Regions from separate parts of the Mus musculus genome. Here region 2 is linked to region 1. A link is a contact called in public promoter capture Hi-C data. All regions are on one chromosome and are shown on one strand. Each heading gives the region's core, a stretch centred on a gene start, on an enhancer-like site or on the middle of the called end of the contact. The rest is flanking DNA. Distances are from core to core; before and after follow the strand shown.

Region 1 (4,569 bases), core at 1,117-3,616:
CCAACCACAGGCCTTCTGCTGCCCTAATGTGATTAGGCAGGGAAAAATCCTGCAACAGTCCTGGGTTCCGTTCCTGGCACCCACAGCAAGTAGCTCACAGCTGCCTATGGCTTCAGTTTTAGAAGATCCAGTGTCATCTGGCTTCCCTCAGGCATCTACATGCCTGTGGTGCATTTAAGTACATGCAAACCCACATAAATCCATTTAAAAAATAAACCTGAAAACACCGTAACTAGAAACAAATCCTATGAATCATGCATTTGCGAAGAGCTTAGCGAGATGCCCCTTGTTTCTCAAGAGAGCTGGCACAGGCTGGTAGTGACAGGGAGCCTTACTCTTTATTTTATTATTATTATTATTATTATTATTATTATTATTATTATTATTATTTGGTTTTTCGAGACAGGGTTTCTCTGTGTAGCCCTGGCTGTCCCAGAGCTCACTTTGTAGACCAGGCCGAACTCAGAAATCTGCCTGCCTCTGCCTCTGCCTCCCAAGTGCTGGGATTAAAGGCGTGCGCCACCACCGCCCAGTTACTCTTTATTTTTGAGACAATTTCACTATCTCTCCCTAGATGGTCTGGACCCTGTATATAGACCAGGTTGGGCCTGTAACCCTGAGATCCTCCTGCCTCTGCCTCCAGAGTGCTGAGATTAAGATTTATTTACTTTTTTAAAAAAAGACTTACTTATTATATGTAAGTAGACATCTTTAGACACTCCAGAAGAGGGCACCAGATCTCATTACAGATGGTTGTGAGCCACCATGTGGTTGCTGGGGTTTGAACTCGGCCTTCGGAAGAGCAGTTAGTGTTCCTAACCGCTGAGCCATCTCTCCAGCCCACTAGCTTGCTCTTTATGGTTTGCTCAGCCTGTTTTCTTATAGAACCCAGAATCAACATGCCTGGGTGGCCCCACCTACAATGGGCTGACCCTCCCACATCAGTCACTAATTAGGAAAATGCTCTGTAGGTTTCCTACAGCCCCACCATATGGAGGCATTTTCTCAGTTGAGGTTCCCTCCTCAGATGACCGTAATTTCCCATTTTGTCAAGATTGTAGTAAAAATTAAACTTTTATTAAAATTTTTTATTTAAATAAAAATTATTTACATTTTATGTTTCTGGGTGCTTTGCTTGCTTGTATATATGTGTGCACAGTATGGTACTGATGGAGGCAGTACTGGATCCTAGGAGCTGGAGGTGAAGAAGGCTGTGAGCTGCCATGTGGGTGCTGGAGATCAAACCCTGGTCCTGTGTTCTTAATGAGTGAGTCACTCCTCCAGGCTCAGGCTCTGAGCTTTAAATGCCAGACACTTACAGGACTTAAGTACTCAGGTTAGAGGCACATGCTTTGGAGTTTGAGTGACAGTGGACTAGTACCCAGCTACTAAGTTACTAAGTATTACAGCGTCTTGACTCAGATTGCCAAGACCTTTGGTTCATAACCCTTGGCCTTCTTCGAGAGCAGTATGTACTCTTAATCTCAAAGTTATCTTCCCCTCTCCCCTCCCCCTTTCTGCTCTCATCTCTTCAACTCCCTTCCCCTCCACTCTTTTCTCCTTCCTTTTCCCACCTCTCATTTTTGAGACAAGGTCTCATTCTGAAGCCCAGGCCAGTTCTGGAATTCATGATGTAGCCCAGACTGGCTTGGAACCCACAGTAATTCTCCTGCCAGAAGAGGGCATCAGATCTCATTATGGATGGTTGTGAGCCACCATGTGGTTGCTGGGATTTGAATTCAGGACCTCTTGAAGAGCAGTCATTGCTCTTAACTGCTGAGCCATCTCTCCAGCCCCCCTAAGTGTCATTATCTTAGGAGTCCCAGTGTTAAAACCAACCAACCAATTTGCCAGAAGTAGCAAATTATAGGATAGACAGTTACATACACACATACAGCAGTTATGCGAAGTTCAAATTTTTTTTTTTTTTTTAAAACTTCAGTCTTCGGACCTTCGGAAGAGCAGTCGGGTGCTCTTACCCACTGAGCCATCTCACCAGCCCGCGAAGTTCAAATTTAACTGGATCTATCCTCTGTCTGGCAACACAAGCTAGTGCAACATGCTGAAGTAATACATCAGACTATCTGTGATTTCCCAAGGTTCTGTCCCTCCTCCATTGTGCACAAGTTTCTTGGCCTTTTTGTCTCTTGAAATGAAAGGTATTAACTCCGCACACAGGTTCAGTACGTGTCGCAAGCAGCGAGGAGTTCTCATGGGAATGGCTATTGATGGCTGCTCGAATCCTACTTTGATACTTGTTCCCCAAAAGCGGCTTCCAGTACAGGTCGCACAGGCCTGGCTAGAGGCCGACCGCCCGACTCCAAGATGGCGTCTGCAGCGTCGGCCAGGAGTCAAGATGGCGGCCCGCGGCCACGCCTGCGCTCTGGGCTCTCCTCCCCGTAGTCTCCCTGGGGCGGGGGGTGCGACTCCGGTTGCCGGTGCGCCGATTTTCTTCCACCGCGGTGGCTGTCGCCGCGGCTCCCTGTCGCGCGCCATGCAACTCCTCTGCTGGTGGCAAGTCCTGCTGTGGGTGCTGGGCCTTCCGGCCCACGGCCTGGAGGGTGAGTGCGGATCGGGGTCCGGCGAAGGCGGCTGCGTGGGGCGACGCGCTGCCACCCGCGGGCGGTGCGGGACGGTGCGTGGCGGTGGGGGTGCTGGGCGGCGGAGGCCGAGCCTGCCCAGGCCCCTCGGCGGGCCTGGCCCGATACCCTCTGCGATGCGCACTTTATGATCAGCCGTCAAACGCAGACACCTGACTTTTGTTGTGTCCTGATTAGAATCCCAGAGCTCAGATCTCCTCCAGTCCTTCCAGCCGCCGCGGGAGACTGCTTCCGTTAATACCTTCATTTCACAGGCTGGAGACGAGGAGGCTCGGAGGGAATAAGCTATTTGCCTGTTCGCACTTAGTAGTAATATCAGAGCCTGAGGTCTCTCCGACTTCAAAGTTCACGCTGGAGTTCGCTCTTGCTGGGCCACTGTTTGAAAGTGGCCACTCTAGATTAGTTGGGATCTGTCTGAAGAAAACACCAAAAACCAACATCAGATTCCTGGGGCCCGTGTTTATGTGGGGACCCCTTTAAGTGGGTAAAGGAGCCACTCTGTGCTAGAGTGGGGAGCAGAGAGAGGCCTTCTTAGTTCATGGCTCTTTTATCCACTCCTATTAAAAGACCATTTCTTTCTTTCTTTTCTTTTGGATTCATTTATTTATTTTTAGTTGATTAGTTAGTATTTTTTTGAGACAATGTTTCTCTCTGGAACCTGGCTGTCCTAGAAATTACTCTGTAGGCCAGAGATCAAGAGATCTGCTTGTCTCTGCCTCCCGAGTGCTGGGATTAAATTCCACCACTGCCTGATTTACATCAAACATTTTTTGTTGCTATTGTCCTTTGTTTTGAGACAGCTCAGACCGACCCCCCCTCCCCCCAATCCTCCTGCCTGCCTAGGGCTGTTTCCATTTAGGGATGCCCAACCTGGAACTGAGACTCAGGACCTAAATCCTCTTTCAATATTATGCAGCCATAGATGAGGGCCTGAGATGGAAGCCAGTGTCTGTCAGATCTCACAGCCAAAAATTGAAATTTTCAATCTATTTAATCACTAGCCTTTAAAATGAAGATGTAAGTGGGGCAGTGGTGGTGCACACCTTTAATCCCAGCATTTGGGAGGCAGAGGCAGTCGGATTTCTGAGTTCGAGGCCAGCCTGGTCTACAAAGTGAGTTCCAGGACAGCCGGGGCTGTACAGAGAAACCCTGTCTCGAAAAACCAAAAAAAAAAAAAAAAAAAAAAAAAAGATGATATATGGAATAGTTGGCTCTCTAGACTTCTTTCTCAAAAAGAAGGCACTGGAACAAGCAGAGAATGGGGTCAGAGTGTTGTAATAAGTCTCGGCACCCTCCATCAGTGTTTATTACAGGCCTGTGGTGTTCCTGACCAGAAAGCAGCAAGGCTGGGAAACTGCTCCCTTTGGCCTGTGCTAGCTGTCTGAAGGTTCTAGACGGGTTCAGCAGCTGCCACCAGATGTGGTGGCACAGGCCTGTGATCTTACCCCAGCGTAGGTGGAGGCAGAAGGCTGGGGAGTTCAAAGCCTGTAGCAGACAAAAGAAACAGAACAATATTAGGTTTTTAGTTTCTCTACATTCAGTGCATACATTAATAGTTCCTCACTAAATACTCAGATTTCCCAGAGTTAGTAGTCATTGTGAACTCCTTGCAAAATGCACTATTCCTTCACACATTCGTACAGACCCTGAAGATACCACAGACTGACTAGGGTATTGGTCACGTGGTTAGGCTATAGCCTGGGCATAAAGGAACCTTCACAGCTGGTTCCTCCTCAGAGTGGCTGAAAATACAAGGCTTCCCCCTCCCTCACACCCCCAGCTACTATTGAGGGACTAGCATCTGGTTTTAGGGGTGCTGCCCAGGGACCTAGGAATGAGAGTGAACAACTGCCCTTGAGTTCCAAGATCCTGTAGTCATCTTTACTAGGGAGTCTGTCAGTGGATTGCTATTTTGTTACTTTCTTGGGGGCATGTGTCACAATGTAGCTCATTCTAGTTTGAAGTCACA
Region 2 (4,569 bases), core at 1,035-3,534, 1.0 Mb before region 1:
GGGTAGGGGAATGCTTTGTGGGCAGGGAGAAGCACAGAGGACACCCATGGGGGAGTGATGAGGAGGGCAGCATTTTCTCTCTGAGAGTGGGCTCCTCTCAGTCACTAGCCATCAAGGGACACGAGCATGAATTTAGGCTCCATTCCTTGGTGGGGGAGGGTAGACCCTGCAAACAGAGTCCTTTATTCTGGTGGTATCCAGCATCCGTGAGACACAATGTAAAGCACACAGTAGGTTGAAGTGGAAACTTTTGGTTTCTTTGGAAAGTCAGTCATGTCAAATAATGTTCTGCCGGGGCACACAGATGAAAGGCTGTTCTGCTAAAGCAGACACATGAAAGGACGCATGATGTTTAGAAAGATGATAAATATGACTCCACAGACACTGGGAGCTCGAGCATTGACTGGTTCCACCTCACTCGCTAGTCTTCGCTGACGACCTTCATGTATTGGTTGGCCTTACATTGTGTTGGTGAGCTTTGCTTGTGGTGGAAAGAAACTCGTCTAAGAACTCCTGAGGTTTCTTGTGGCTTCTTGCAGCTTCAGCAAGCTCCAGCCCGTTGGTGAGACTCCCAGTTTCTTTTGATTCGTGTGTGATGTCTGTTGAGTGGACTGGACTGCAGCTGCTGATTGGGGTTTGGTGTTTCCTCGTGGACTGAACTAAGGAGAAAGAAGATTGGAAGATCCCAAAGAACTGTTTCTAAACAGGCCCACTTCCAGGGGCTGGAGAGATGGCTCAGCGGTTAAGAGCATTGACTGCTCTTCCAGAGGCCATGAGTTCAATTCCCAGTAACCACATGGTGGCTCACAACCATCTATAATGGGATCTGATGCCCTCTTCTGGTGTGTCTGAAGACAGCTACAGTGTATTCATATACATAAAATAAAAAAATAAATCTAAAACAAAAAAAGGTCCACTTCCCCATATCCTTTTTTTTGTTTGTTTTTTGTTTTTTGAGACAGGGTTTCTCTGTGTAGCCCTGGCTGTCCTGGAACTCACTCTGTAGACCAGGCAGGCTGGCCTTGAACTCAGAAATCCACCTGCCTCTGCCTCCCGAGTGCTGGGATTAAAGGCATGTGCTAACATGCCCACTCACTTCCCCATATTCTAATAAACTTTCCTACTACCTCTGGTGGGTGGTGGGCTAGAGGGGAGGTTGAACCCTTATGGAAGTAGGTTGTGAAAAATACATGCCCACACTAGGTGCTCAGCAAATACAGATTCTCCTCCTTCCTCAGAGACGTGAGGCCAGCCTTCAATGGGACCTTGCAGAACCATGAGCTCTTTGGGTAGATTGGTGCTTCCTGAGAACCCGCAGCAGCACACCAGGATTGCACAGGGATGCCTCGGTCTCCAGAGCGAACAGCAGCCACTCAGCCAGGAAGGGGCGCACGGCTGGTGAGCTGCAGCATGGGCCTCCTTCCTACTATGAGGTAAGATGAAATGAACTTGGGGACCTGTTCCCCCGAGGGAGGCCACCACTGGGAGTGTGTGGAGCCCCTGGGGCAGTGTGTGATCCTGCCCTTTGATTTTGTTTGTTTGTTTGTTTGTTTGTTTGTTTGTTTTGTTTTCATTTGTTTTTTGAGACGGGGTTTCTCTGTCTAGCCCTGGCTGCCCTGGGACTAGCTCTGTAGACCAGGTTGGCCTCAACTCAGATATCTCCCTGCCTCTACTTCCCAAGTCCTGGGATCAAAGGCACCACTGCCTGGCTTGTTTTTGTTTCTTTGAGATAACATCTTATTATGTCTGGTTTAAAACTGGTTATAGAGACCAGCTAGGCCTGGTACTCACAGGGATCCACCTGCCTCTGTCTTCTGAGTGCTGGGATTAAGGACATATGCCACTATGCCCAGTGTTGGCCCTGCCCTTTGATGTCCTGCTTAGAGGGGACAAATACAGGGCTGAAAAGGCCTTGTTGGAACTGCAGGGTGGGTACCCCTTCATGCCGGCCTCGGGGCTTGGCCTGAGGGCTCAAGGGCTTGATAGCTGTCAAGTCTCTTCATCCCAAGAGATCTCCCCACACCGCTTTCTCTACAGGTCCCCACTGAAGATGAGCCAGGAGAGGACAGAAGGTCCTGACATGACCTCTGACTGTCACCACCTCTTGCTTGCAGTGAGACCCTGGGCTGGGCATTTGCCCCTTCTCTGTCACTGGGCCTGCCTATTCCTCCAGGGTTTTGCCTGCTCTGGTCACAGCCAGTGCCTTCTGAGGAGGTGTGGTCTCTGCATGGTTAATGATTGCTCAGAAGAGGTGGAGATGGTGCCAAAGTCTGCGCTGTGTTCTGCCGGCCCCAGACGGCGCCCACCTGTGACTGGTGTACATCACTGCCTCTGGGCCCCTTCCAGGGGCTGTCCAGATCAGCTGCTTCTGGGGGGGCTCTTAGCCCGAGGGTAAGCCTGGGTGGGGGGCTGTCCTTGGGATTGAGGCAAACTTTGAGTTCTTTCAGACTCAGTTTCCTGGCATCTGGAGTATGGAGGGAACACCAAGGGGAAGAGCTAGCTGTGGCGTTAGCTACTTGTCATGGGGAGGGCGGGAATTGATGAAGCTACCCGTGAAGCCTGTTTCTTCTAGAATGTAGGGTAAGATCTCCTCTCTAGGCAGTGGCAACCTCCTGTTTGCCTTCCTAAGTCCCTGAGAAGTGAATTGGCTACCTCATCTGTTACCTAAAAGGAGAAGATGAGGAAGATGGCTGAATCTGTCCCGGAGCCTGAGGAGGAAAGGCTGGCTCCACTCCGCCAGGCTCAGATCTTCATTCAGCTCCATGCAGACTTTGAGTGAGCTGCTGACTGCTTTTGGGCCTCAGTCTTTGCGTCTGTGGAGTGGGCACAGTACTAGTAGCCCCTGGAGGGCTCGTGAATCAGATATGGCAGGGTACGGAGGCTGTCCCTCTCAGACTCAGAGATCAAACGCTAGGTCACCTCAGGGAGGACTAACGATGCTGGTCCCAACCCTAACTTAGTCCTTGTCCTGGTCACAGGGTAAAGACTCAGCCAGGCCAGCTTGTGTCTTCAAACAGGACTTACATGCTGACTGGTCCCAGGTAGCATATCAGAGAATAATGACATTCCCCTGACCAGCCTAGGCCATAGCCTGCTCTCACCTCATTCCTCAGAGGAAAACCAAAGCTGAGGACAAGGGAGGCTCGCCCAGTGCTGGACAGACAGTATGTGAAATGCTAAAATCCTAACTTGGGGCCTGATCCATACCCGTCTCTCAGAGGAAGCAGCCAGGAGGGCGGGCACCATCTCTGGCTACAGGAAGCCCGGTATCCCTGGAAACTTAAAGGTCCCTGGGTCCGTATCTTGGGGAGCTGGATCACTTGGCTGGGCTGGTGGAATTAGGAGAGACCTTTGTTAGGCTCAGCAGAATGGTACCTGGGTCTAGCCTTGCCTGCAGCTGGTGATTGACCTTCTATCTTTGTTGTTGACTGTCCCTCTGATCTGATCTCTGTTTTCTTAGGGCAATGGAGAGTAACTGTGAGGTAGCTGCTTCCTTCCTGTGAGGCAGCTGTGGGAAGGAAGCAGAAGCGAAAGGAAGGGCTCAGGGAGCTGTGGAGGCTGAGGCAGGGTGGGGTGGCTGTGGGGTTAGCGAGCCCGCCCGTGGCTGAGCCTTTAGCAGGGGAGGGCTCCCTTCCTCTGTAGCCTTCCAAGATGTCCTGGGGTCTTCACATCCAGTCGACTGAATTGTAGAGTCTTTGGTTTCCTGGAGTCTTGTCGAACTGCGGCCAATGTGTCCGCTGAGACAAGAGAGAGGAAACCCCTGCTGTGTCAGGCCTGGCAGAGCATGACCTGGGTCTGGGGGTCCGTAGAGTGATCTGGAGCCCCTATGCTCCTGACTTTTCCTCAGACACTTTATAGGTGAATAGCTGTGCAGTTTTGTTTTTAACTGACACAAAGTAATTGAACATATTGATAGAGTCCAGCAGACCATCTCCACATTCCAGGGTGTGTCCTTCACAGCTACCATGCTCTCTGTGGTAGAGAGCCTCCTGTCCAGCCCCAAACCAGTGGGCTGGGAGCCTGGGAGCAAGGACCTGGGATTTCTAGGTTCTAGATCTGTTCTTTCTTTCATCTTTCTCCACTATCCCTATCTTCTTCTCCCTCCCTCCTTGCTTCTCTTTCCTTTTACGGGTCTCTCAATACAGCTCAGCCTTATATAGAACCAGAGGGCCTCCTCTCTGCTGAGCACTGGGATACTGGCTGGGCTCCAGGCCCAGTTTCCCATCATTTAAAGAAGTAGAGTGGTTGGGAGCTGGCATCAGTGGTGTCTCACATGAGCCTATGTTTGACTTGTGGTCCTCCATAGGAGAAAAGGGCACCTAGGGGACGTTCGCCCAGCTCCAGTGCCTGGGCACATGGCCTCCCTTCTTCCATATGACCTGTAGCATATGTTCCCTGACTGGAGCTCAGCGGCTCTGGCTGTGAGTCTTGAAGGACAGAGAGAATTTGCACATGGGCAAGGGACACAAGAGGGCCTTTGGGGCTGAAGAGACACATGCAAATCTAGGGTAAAGAGAACGCAGGGTGTGTGTGTGTGTGTGTGTGTGTGTGTGTGTGTGTGTGTGTACT

Evidence for each region. Capture Hi-C pulls out chosen DNA fragments and counts their contacts.
Region 2: a promoter capture Hi-C map of adipose tissue shows a contact between it and region 1, with 4 times the contacts expected there. The contact joins the promoter of Cdhr2 here to the promoter of Txndc15 in region 1. A contact is called at or near these places in 2 of 39 promoter capture datasets (cranial neural crest and pre-B cells), 2 of 484 Hi-C or Micro-C datasets (CD4 T cells and CD8 T cells), 2 of 115 datasets of contacts at active chromatin or transcription factors (bone marrow-derived dendritic cells and thymic regulatory T cells) and 2 of 9 other capture datasets (adipose tissue and liver).

Annotation. Positions count from the first base shown.
Region 1 is chr13:55,712,284-55,716,852 of GRCm38.p6, forward strand. It overlaps Txndc15 (thioredoxin domain containing 15), which reads left to right and starts at 2,367. Exons shown (of 5, transcript NM_175150.3): 1 at 2,367-2,561. The coding sequence starts at 2,495.
Region 2 is chr13:54,699,179-54,703,747 of GRCm38.p6, forward strand. Cdhr2 (cadherin-related family member 2) reads left to right here and starts at 2,285. Exons shown (of 32, transcript NM_001033364.3): 1 at 2,285-2,391.